Regions from separate parts of the Mus musculus genome. Here all the other regions are linked to region 1. Evidence: chromatin contacts called from public Micro-C data. All regions are on one chromosome and are shown on one strand. Each heading gives the region's core, a stretch centred on a gene start, on an enhancer-like site or on the middle of the called end of the contact. The rest is flanking DNA. Distances are from core to core; before and after follow the strand shown.

Region 1 (3,503 bases), core at 471-2,970:
ATGTAAAATATGTGCCTCAGTCCCTTGTCCTGGGGTCTGACACCAAACAATACTGCTTACTCACTACATTTTAAAGACAGAAAAATGACAGGATTAGATGATCTTTTCACCAAGCTGACAGCTTCCTCCAGTGCATATTTCACAATCCTCTGAATGACGATTATTGAGAACCTTGTTTATGTAGTTTTAGCTGTGTAGTAGTTGAAGCCAGGGTCTCAGAAATGCTAGGTAAAAATCTATACCACGGAGCTATCAGAAACAAAAGCAGAAAGAAGCCAGTAGTTGCAATACAGCGTCCTGCTTAAGACAACTGGACACTTGGCTAGGTGATCCGGAAGCTGTGTCTTTTGTGATGGAGATTGGTAATCAGTAAAGTGGCATAAGTGGGCGGGGCCTGGGGCGGGGGAATGGAGCTTCATAGAATAAGTGTGGAGACCCAGAGCGTCAGGGAAAGCATGCCCTGGCTTTGGTTAGTGAAAAAAGAAAGGAAGGAAGGAAGGAAGGAAGGGAGGGAGGGAGGGAGGGAGGGAGGGAGGGAGGGAGGGAGGGAGGAAGGAAGGAAAGAGAGAAAGACAACAAAGAAATAAAGAGAAAGGAAAAGTTACAATAAGAAAAGCAGGCAGCTGGCAGAGCTGAGGCTCTGCAGTGCTGCCCGACAGAAGGCGTGTGAGTGGCTTCCTCAAGGGAGCGGCTTCTGGGAAAGAAAGATGCATTATCTCATTAAGAGGAGAGCTAATCCTCCATTCTCCATAACATGACAGGCCTAGCAAAATTAACTCCTTTTTCTTTTCTTTTCCTTTTTTTTTTTTTTTTTTTAAAGATGAGTGTCAATATGTAGCCCTGATTGTCCTGCCATTCACTGTGTAAACCAGGCTGGCCTGGAACACACAGAGATCAGTCTACCTTTGCCAGGATTAAAGGCATGCAAACACCTCGTGCAGCCTGAACTAACTTTTAAAAGGTAGAGAGAAGAGTAAGTAACATTCCGGGTTAGAACCCAGGTAGAAGCCAGGGCGTGAAGTAGAACTTACATCCTATTCTTTTGTCCTGGTGGAACGAGCTTTGCCCTAATGAGCCTCAACAAAGCACAGATATGTCCAGTGGGAGAGGGCAAGACCTGCAAGAGTTTGTTTGCCAAGCTTAGGGCTACCAGAGCTCTTCAGCTGGGCCTCAAACTCAGGTTTTCTAGAAGAGTAGCCAATTCTCTTAACCACCAAGCTGTCTCTCCAACCCCAAGAGTTTTTTCTCCTTTAGTTTAAATCAATGGGATAAGAACCTTGAAAAGCCCAGTTTTGTTTCTCACTGTGTTCTGTTTTGTGGTTGTTTGCTTTGTGTTTTAGGCAAGGTGTTACTAAGTAGCCTTGATTGGCCTGGAACTTGTGGAGTCCAGGCTAGACCTGAAATCAGAAATCAGCATGCCTCTGCCTCCAGAGTGCTGGGATTCCAAAAGCTGGCACTACCAAACCTGGATTGAAAAATCTGGTCTTGAAAGAAGAGAACACCAGGAGAGAGATGGTTCTTCTCTCTGAGTGCTCTGCTAAAAGTTATCTTACCGGTGTCAGGTATCAGTTACAATCATCTTAATGCTTTGTAACATTGCTGCTTTTATTATAAATAGCAAGGGAATGAAAATGAGAAGCGGCCACTCCTGGGTATGGTAGAGGAGAAAGTTCCTGTTGAAGAGGTGAAGGTGAGCAGAGCCAGACGCATCCGGAATGCTTCAGACTGAACCCCACCCAGAGAGAAGAGGGGGTGGGGAGAGAGGGTCTGGAATGGCTCAGACTGAACCTCACCCAGAGAGAAGAAGGGGTGGGGAGAGAGAGGAAGACAAGAGAGAGGGAACGGAGAGAGCACATGGGAACCAAAAGAACCAAGAGGCCAAGAGTGGAATCAGGAACCAAAATGGCTGAGGTTACATAGGGAAGAACAGCTGGGGGAAGGGAAGTGAAGCTCGGGGGATGGAGAGGTTTAGGGCAGGGGGTGGGGTGAGAAGTGCTGGGCGGAGCCACTGGTACTGAGGGATGCTGAAGAGCTGGCCATCGCTGCTTTGATATCTTAATAGGTATCTCAGTTAGCCCTTTGTCTAGAGCTTCTCTGAAACCTAACAGAAAGCTTATCTAGATTTCAAAATGTTACTGTTTGTTGGTGTGCATCTCTTGTCATCTCCACCATAAAAGGGAAATTTAGCAGAAGTACTTGATAAATGTATGCATGCATCATTTTGCATATATTACATAGCAAAAAGCCTTGAAGCGGTGCCTGAAATAGAAGGCTATCAGCCAACAGAGGGTTTGCTTGTATGAATGGCTTTGACTTCCGTTTCAAATCGCCACTCAGATTAAAAATGCAAGTGGGTGGGATTATCTTCCATTGGATGTGATGTTCAAGGGAAATACCTTACCTGAGATACTACCCCCATATCTGTGGAGATAAGTCTGTCCCCAGTAATGATCAGCAGCTAGGATATGAAAGAGTAGAACTGTCACTCTCCCTTGTCAACTTGACATAACTGGGATGAGGAAATGTCAGTTGAGGGGTTGCCGCCATAAGATGGGCATGTGGCCATGTCTGTGGGGCATTTTCTTGACTGCTGGTTGATGGAAGGGGAACCAGCTCACGCTGGGTGGTACCCTCTCTAGGCAGGTGGGCCTAGGCTGTAAGAGAAAGGCAGCTGGGCAAGCCAGTAAGCAGTTCTTCAGTGGTCTCTGATTGAGTTCCTGCCATGGCTTCCTTCAGTGATAGACAGTCACCTTAGACAGTAAGTTTGCTCAGGGGCAGCTGACTCCAATTTTCTTTTTGGTTCAACAATGTTAGATTTTGATCATGCCCTTAACTAAGAGTTGTTGTTGTTGTTGTTTTGTTTTCCTCAATAATCTAGTGAACTACACATTGTAAATTGTCCTCATTGTTTTGAGACTTGACTGTCCATAAAATGTTTCATGGTATGTTGACCGTCTTACTATAAACCCATAACATGTCTGACCATAAATTCATAACACATACCTTTTCTATGATCATAAAAATCACTGCAAAATTCTAGGGTTTTTTCTTCTTCTTTTTTTAATAACTTGCTTGTTTGCCATAAAAAGGTCTTTCTGTTTCTGGTCTGGGCTGCTTCCATTCTCCTATACTTGAGGAGATTATAACTCTGGCCTGGCCATAAAAGTAAAGTTTTTGCCTTGCAACATCTTGGTGTTAGCACCTGGTTTTTGACACTATAACAGCTTGTAAGCCGAAGTTTCTTTTCAAAATTGCTTTAAAAAACAAAGAAGAGGAGGAAGAGGAGGAGGAGGAAGCTATGACTTTTACAATGAATGTGGACATGTCCTGTCCAACAGGACCCAGTTATTTGTGGGTACGAGGGGAACTGCAAACCTGCAAGAGAAATGGGCGGGAAAGAAGAGAGAGACCAAGGAGGATTCCTGTCAAGGTCTAAGTTTATTAGGCTGAAAAGCCAGGTAATAAGCACACAGTGGGGGGAAATAGGGAGGGGCTGAGGGGGA
Region 2 (3,503 bases), core at 297-2,796, 250 kb before region 1:
TATTAGCTATTTTATATTCTCTCTGGAGAAAAATCTCAATTTCCTTATTCATTTTTTTCATCAAACTTTTTTATTGTTGAATTATGTAAGTTTTTAATATATTAATAGCTGTTAAACTTAAAATTTTAATCATTTTAAAAAGTCTGTATGCGCATGTGAGATATATATGTATGTATGTACATATGAATATAGGTTCTTGTGCCACGGTACATGAGTTAAGGACAGGGAACAACCTCAGGTGTTGGTCCCTGCCTTCCAGAATTTCAGTGATGACAAAATTTGTATTATCAGTTTTCCAAAATCACTTTATCTCATATACTTTTAGACAGAAATTACTAAATTCAAATTTTTAATGATTTTTTTTTTTGCTCCCACAAAGTCTATTTGCCACATTCATGCAAAGTAAAAAAACAAACATACAAACAAAAAAACCCTTCAGACAGTACAAAAGTGGTCTTTTCATTTATCCTCTAATTTAGGTTTTCGGTTTTTGGTATGGCCAACAGGAGGAAATGAACATCGCTGCGGTGCAAAACTAAAAGGAAACTGATAGCTCACAGACTTAAGGTCAGCACTAACTCTACGTGCAAACTTTCCAGCCTGAGAGAACCGACTTGAGAACTCAATGGCTGCGGTGTCCTGACAGAGGAAAACCTAGAGCGCAGAAGGGGCGTGGCAAGCGCTAATTTCTGATTGGAACCCGGTTCTCCTTTGACTCTCGAGGTTGACAGAAACAAGGGGTTTGCTTCCCCCCACCCCCTTTTTTCTCTTGTCTTTGTCTTTCCAGAGGCAAGGTCTCACTATTTAGTCCTGGCTGGCCTAGGGGCACCTCTGCCACCCAAATTCTGGGATTGAAGGCGGCGAGCCTCAAAGAGGCAACTGCAGATGAACACCAACGCGTGTTTTAGTTTGGGGGACGCTGTGCACGTTGGACTCCGTGGACCCGTGGCCAGTCCCGGGGACTTCCGACTAGAGTAGCGGGCTGGCCGACGCTCGGCCTCTCTCGGAGGAGAAACCGCCGCGCTTCCCTCAGAAGCGGGGCCGTGATTCCCAAACAAAACCTCAGCCAATGGATTCCGTCAACAACGACCAAAGGACCAGGACCCGGGGGAAGTTTTCGGGAAGCAAACGAGTGTGGTAAGATGGCCAGAAGAGACCCTTCTCGAGGCCAAGCGGGAAGCAGCTCGCGTGGACTGGCTCCCCGCGAGCCGAGCCGCGGCTGCCACGGTCACCCCGGCACGTGGGTCGCCACGGCGCTCCGGCCAACTGCCACTGTGAGGGAGGGAACGGCGGCCACAGGCCGCGGCGCGGGCCGAGGAGACCCGGCGACTCGAAGCTGGCGACGACGCGCGGCCCTACCTGGCCAACTCCCGCAGGGCGGGGATCATGGACGCCAGCTCCAGCCCGTGGTCGCCCATGGTGACACCGAGCGGCTCTCAAAACAGCCGCCGCCGGCGCCGGGCTTCTCCACAGCCGCCTCCGGTGGAGAGGGCGGAGCGTCGACGGAGCCCCGCGAGGTCCAAAATTCTCCTCCCGGAAGCCGCTCTCGGTTGCGGTTGGAACCCTGGGGAAATCCCAGAGGCGACAGGGGCGGAGCCGACAGCGGACGTGCCCGCCCACTTTCCCTCCCAGGCGAGTGCGTGACCTACTCCACGGGTATTTTTTGCTCAAACCTGGATGCTCAGGGAAGCCGTAAGCTAGGATCTGGGTCGGAGAGGGACCTGACGACCCAACAAAGTTAGATATTTCACTATGTTCGAATGGCATATTTAACTAGGTAAGGCCATGCAGTAATCCTTACATTTGCTGTTTAGGACACAAGGGTAATTATTGATACAACCTCCAAAAATAAAATTAAAAAGTGGTGGAATGGCAGCCAGATGCGCTCTGACTGCAAAGCTGTACTTTGAACACCCATCCCTTTGCCCCGTTTCCTTCAGTGATGCCCTGTGACGAGGAACTTTAAGCTGAAGCAAACCTTTTCCTTCCCAGGTCACTTTCCATCATTGTGTTCCATCACAGCAATAGAAACCTAACATAGGACAGGCAACTATGAAAAATAGTGTATCTGCTAAAAAGCAAGAAAAGCTAGCTATTTTGAAATCATGTTGAGAAAGATGACAATAATGACAGAGCTGAGGGCACAGTCCAGTGGAAGAGCACTAACCTAGCTCGTGAGGCTCGGGCACAGAGGACCTAGAGTACTAAACAAACTACAGTTAAACGATTTTAAAAAAGAAGGCATAGTTGCACATGCCTACAATCCCCTTACTTTGGGTATAGAGGCAGAAGGATCAAGAGTTCAAAGCCATCCTTAGCTCTATAATGAGCTCAAGGGCAGTCTGGGATACAGGGGAACCCTGTCTCAAAAAACAAAACAAAACCAAAAGCCACTACCACCACCACCAACAACAACAACAACCCAGTATGTAATTCATCACTGAGTAGCACTGCAGTTCTGAAGTGCAGGACCCCAAACAGCAGAGCTCTGGCAAATCTAATCCAAAAAGCAATTTTTGAAACAATTATTTGTTTTTCACTTTACATTCCAATACCACCCCCTCTCCTCCCAGTGCCGTTGGTGGGCCACCATGGGCAGTCCACATATGTCCTAGGCTATCTGTGAATATGATCCAACACAACTGAGGGACAGCACCATCACCCAGTGTCGGTAAGTGGTAGGGAGGTACTGATAGCTCTCCACAGAGTGACAATAAGCTGGCCACAGCACTACATGGCTATAATTCTAGCACTTTAGAGGCGGAGGCAGCATGGTAACCAGCTTAAGCCGCCTTAGGTTACATGGTGAGGCACAGTCTGAAACAATAGCAAGAGCTAGTCAAAGCTACCCTTGAGTTTGGAGGGGGGTGCAAATCAGAATGAAAGGAAGCTGGCAGCCATTTATCTGGACAGCCTTAGTGATACACCAATAAATGAGAGGCAGATGCCAAGGCCAGTGTCGGTCCTCCCTCTGAGGACTCTCTCTCTCTGCCAAACTCTGCAGAAGAATTTTTCGTAAGGCTGATTCTATTTTCATCTCCCATTCAGTCCTAACCCAGTATTTATTATACTCTGCCCTTGTGTCCCTCCCCCTCCCTGCCCTAATTCTCCCCAGAATCACCAACAGTTTCTCTTTTTCTCCTGTTGCTGCTGTTGTTGTTGCTTATTGAGATTGGGTCCCCCATAGCCCAGGCTGGCCTTGAGCTCACTATGTAGCTGAGGATGACCTTGAACTGCTGATCTTCATCCCACCTTCTGGGTACTGGGATTACAGGCAGGTGCCTCTATATTTAGTTTACATAGAGCTAGAGCTAGAGCTCAGACTCATGGTGTGGTGGTTTGAAGGAGAATGACCCCCAGAGGCTCATATATTTGAACACTTGGCATCCCCAGTTGGTGGAACTGTTTAGGAAGGATTGCTGGAGGAGGAGTGTCACTAGGAATGGGGGCAGGTGGACTTTTAGATTTCAAAAGCCAATGCCATTTCCAATTACTTCTTTCTC
Region 3 (3,503 bases), core at 339-2,838, 140 kb before region 1:
CAGATGTGCTCCTCGGGAGTAAAGGGAGGAGAACATGAAAAATATCAGTAGCATCCTACTTGTAGGACTAGATCTAAATCTGAGTTTCTTTCCCCTCTCTGGCTGGAGTTGTGATTCCTCTTTTGGTTTCTGTTTTGTTTGCCTGTGACTTGATGGAGTTGCTTAGAGTAATATGCCACTTTTGAGTTTTTTGAATACCATTGTTCATCATAACTCCAATACTGATCTACATATCACATGTGCTAAGTATGTAGGTATTGTTAGAATGTCCCAATTTATGCCCGCTGAGCAGTTTGTCTGTATCGGAGACAATCCAAAAGCCTGCATTATAATTATCAGCTTGCCTGAAGTAGGCTCTCTAGTGCTTTGGAAGGTCTCTTAAGATTACTACCAAAGAGGGTTGGAATTCCCTCCAGTCTTAGAAAGTAATCCAGTCCCATAGTTCTTTGGATAAAGAATCTGTGTATGGCTGTGAGTCATTTGAGTTAACTTCAAATACTGAAATTTCAGATAGCGCAGGATTAGATTTCTACTACTGGCTAAACATTTTGCTGAGCAACAAAGGAGGTGCATATACAAATGTATGGGCGCTCCTCTCTCCCACTGGCTTCACCTTGAGCCTCTTGGAAATTTCACCAAACTCATAAACTTGGAAGTGTATTAAACATTACACGACAACGGGGAGATCATTTAGAAACAAAAACTGGAGCAACTTGAGATTATCATTTACATCAAATACAGAAAACGTTTGAAAAGATGACTTCGACATCAAAGACTTTTAGAGAATATCTAAAGAGAACATTGATTTTTAAGAATTAGTAAGTTAAATGTTGAAAGAGAAACTAATGGGACAAAGTAGCCTGAATAGGAGAGGCAGTATTCCCCTCAAATTTAAGTACATTTATCCATTGCTTTAAAAATCTAAATCTTAAACGTAGAGTTCAGATTTTCCCCCTAGTGTTGACTGCAGGAAGCAATTAAAAATTATTGAAAAGATGCAGTTTTCAAGTCGCATTTGCTGGACGTCAGACAATTGTTGTCTAAATAGCGAATCTCTTAAAATTAGATAGGATAAATATAACGAATCCACTAAAAGGACTTGTATGGCGAGTAACTCCTAAACTGTGCTTATGCAACGGTTATAGGTCGCCTTTGACTTACATGCGAATACTTTTATAGTGACTTTGGAAATATCAGGAATGTTAGACCATATTAAATCACAAAGATTGTTTTTAAAACGCCTTTAGGAACGAGGGAACTGTAAACACAAACTCCATAATCAGGTTGCTTTGGCCAGGCTTTAGGACAATTCCGTACAGGATTTCAAGTAAACGTTAATCCTTCAGAAGCTCCTTGGCCCTTTTCTGTGCTGCAGTAGCAGCAGCAGCACAAACAGGCAGCGGATAAAATTACCTGAAATCCGCCACCAAGCGGTTCCCATGCCCTCAGGTGCTCAAAGATGCTGCAGACGCGCCCAAGATGCTAGGCGACCGACCAGAGAGGCGCGTCAGCCCTGGAGCCCCGCCCCTACAAGCCCCGCCCCTAGCCCGGCTTCGCCTTAAGCCCCGCCCCGGTGTCGTCGCCTCCGCGGGGCTGAGGATGACGTGAGGAGAAAGCCGCGAACCTCTGCCTCCTGTGGGTGCTGCTGGGCCAGCGGTTCCCACAGCCCCGGAGCCAGACGTGCTGCGAAGCGCACCGCCGAGCTCTCCGGCCGGCGGCCCCCTCACTCCCTCCCAGGCCGGGCCGCTCCCTGTGCGGCCCCTGCGGCTCCTGGCACGGCCCCGCGCTCGGCTGCCGCCCTGGCGCGCTCCACTCTGTCGTCCCCGGACGGGCGCGGACCAGCTCGACCGGGGCGCCGGCGGCTGGGCAGAGGGCGCTGGCCCCGGGGCCGCGCCAGCGCGGCCACCAACCTGGGGCTGTCCGTGGAGGGCGAGTGCTGGTTTCGGGGCGAGGCGACGCCCTTCGGGGCCAACGGGCCGCACGCCGATGTGGCCGTGGGAACGACTCACCCGTTTTCCAGCTCGGGGTCGGGGTCGGGGTCGGCGCCCATGGGGGCCCCGCCTCCGTCTCCTGGCCTGCCCCCGTCGTGGGCCGCGATGATGGCGGCCCTGTACCCGAGCACGGACCTCTCGGGCGTCTCCTCCTCCTCCCTGCCTTCCTCCCCATCCTCCTCGTCGCCCAACGAAGTGATGGCGCTGAAGGATGTGCGAGAGGTGAAGGAGGAGAACACCTTGAATGAGAAGCTTTTCTTGCTGGCGTGCGACAAGGGTGAGAGCTAGGCCCCCTTCTCCACCTCCGGACACCCTAGCACCCACTCCCCGGGTCCGGCCCCTGCCTCAACTTAACTCCTGGCACTCGTGCTTTTCCTTGTGTGCAGCGGCTATTCCCACCTCTGTGCAGCCCGCAGGACTTCTGCCTAATTGAGCTTGAGCAGCAGGCAGGTAGGGCGGGGGCGGTGGACTCGCGCAGGTGGGACGTTTCCATGGCGAGGAGGGAGCCTTGATCCCAAAGTTGCCCCACTTCTGTCACTAATAAACTCTAGTTTGAAGTTACTTCTTCCTTTGGGAGCCAGAGGCTAGTTTTGGACCTAATCCGAAAATTCTACGAATTTCCCTTAAGACTTCTCCGATTTATGGGCTGTCACCTTGTAGGTTTGTTGTTGTTGTTGTTGTTGTTATTTTTAAAAAAGACTTTTACTTCTGTTTAGCATCAGCCAGCAGTGCCTTAGCCTGTTACAGTTGAGTAGTATCCCATTATCTTTAACACAAATAATACGAAAAATCCTGCCCTAGTTGCCGAAACTTTCCCCAAATTTCTGGAACCCCTTTTAAATGTCGGTATTTTTTATTAGGGAGAAAGATTTATTGCTTCAGAGAGTTGGAGGGAGGCAAAGGTAGTAAAAAAAAAAAAAAAGTAAATATAGGCGAAATAATGTGGAATATACTGGTTTTGAATCTAAAAATTGATCACTTTCTGGCCACATTAAAAGACAAGCATGGAACTTGGTTGCTCCCAGATTGCTTTTATCTCTTATCTGAAAAACAAAAAAAGTACTGAAACATTCTCATTCCTCAGTTAAGCAGTTGGATGTTGAAAGGCAGTGTTTATTTGGGAAAACGTTGTTGGAACCATGCAGACTTCTGAAGCCTACTTCCAGAGGCCAGCTCACACTATGGGAAAACTAGTTACAGAAGTTTTTGGATTTGTTCACATATAGAGGTTTAAGTCAACAACATCTCCCTAAACCTTTTAAAGCATTTGAGATAGGTTTTTGTTTTTTTTTACATGATTATGTTTAATCTTAGCCAGGCCAAAAGGCAATCCCTTCTTGACATTTCATCATGGATTTAGAGCCAGGATGGGGAGGGCAGAATTCCCCGTGTCCCCTGGTTCCTCCTAGTTGTCTTCTGTCACCTTCGTGAGAGGCTTGCTGCATTATAAGGAAGGATGCTTTAGGTTTCTGTAGCAGCTTTGTGTGCCTCGGGGCTCAGGATGGTTTCAAA

Evidence for each region. Hi-C and Micro-C count contacts between places; a contact is called where the count stands out from the background.
Region 2: a Micro-C map of embryonic stem cells shows a contact between it and region 1, with 4 times the contacts expected there. The contact joins the promoter of Atr here to the enhancer-like site in region 1. A contact is called at or near these places in 17 of 39 promoter capture datasets (the 3T3-L1 cell line, the C10 cell line, the HPC-7 cell line and 10 more), 38 of 484 Hi-C or Micro-C datasets (the C2C12 cell line, the G1E-ER4 cell line, the HL-1 cell line and 16 more), 13 of 115 datasets of contacts at active chromatin or transcription factors (cardiomyocytes, embryonic basal ganglia, embryonic forebrain and 8 more) and 2 of 9 other capture datasets (adipose tissue and embryonic stem cells).
Region 3: a Micro-C map of embryonic stem cells shows a contact between it and region 1, with 2.9 times the contacts expected there. The contact joins the promoter of Trpc1 here to the enhancer-like site in region 1. A contact is called at or near these places in 8 of 39 promoter capture datasets (the HPC-7 cell line, cranial neural crest, embryonic stem cells and 5 more), 2 of 484 Hi-C or Micro-C datasets (both in embryonic stem cells) and 1 of 9 other capture datasets (adipose tissue).

The regions. Positions count from the first base shown.
Region 1 is chr9:95,610,793-95,614,295 of GRCm38.p6, reverse strand. No RefSeq gene overlaps it. Among named protein-coding and RNA genes, the nearest start is that of Gm25582, 12 kb to the left of the region's middle. Within about 2 kb of position 1,720, at least 14 of the 459 cell types and tissues checked have an H3K27ac peak or open chromatin away from gene starts, as enhancers often do. A contact at or near this core is called in embryonic stem cells, muscle stem cells and neural stem cells, where this site is marked.
Region 2 is chr9:95,855,640-95,859,142 of GRCm38.p6, reverse strand. Atr (ataxia telangiectasia and Rad3 related) reads right to left here and starts at 1,546. Exons shown (of 47, transcript NM_019864.1): 1 at 1,360-1,546. The coding sequence starts at 1,418. 1700065D16Rik (RIKEN cDNA 1700065D16 gene) reads left to right here and starts at 1,261. Exons shown (of 2, transcript NM_001271569.1): 1 at 1,261-1,636. The coding sequence starts at 1,387.
Region 3 is chr9:95,748,433-95,751,935 of GRCm38.p6, reverse strand. Trpc1 (transient receptor potential cation channel, subfamily C, member 1) reads left to right here and starts at 1,588. Exons shown (of 13, transcript NM_011643.4): 1 at 1,588-2,268. The coding sequence starts at 2,097.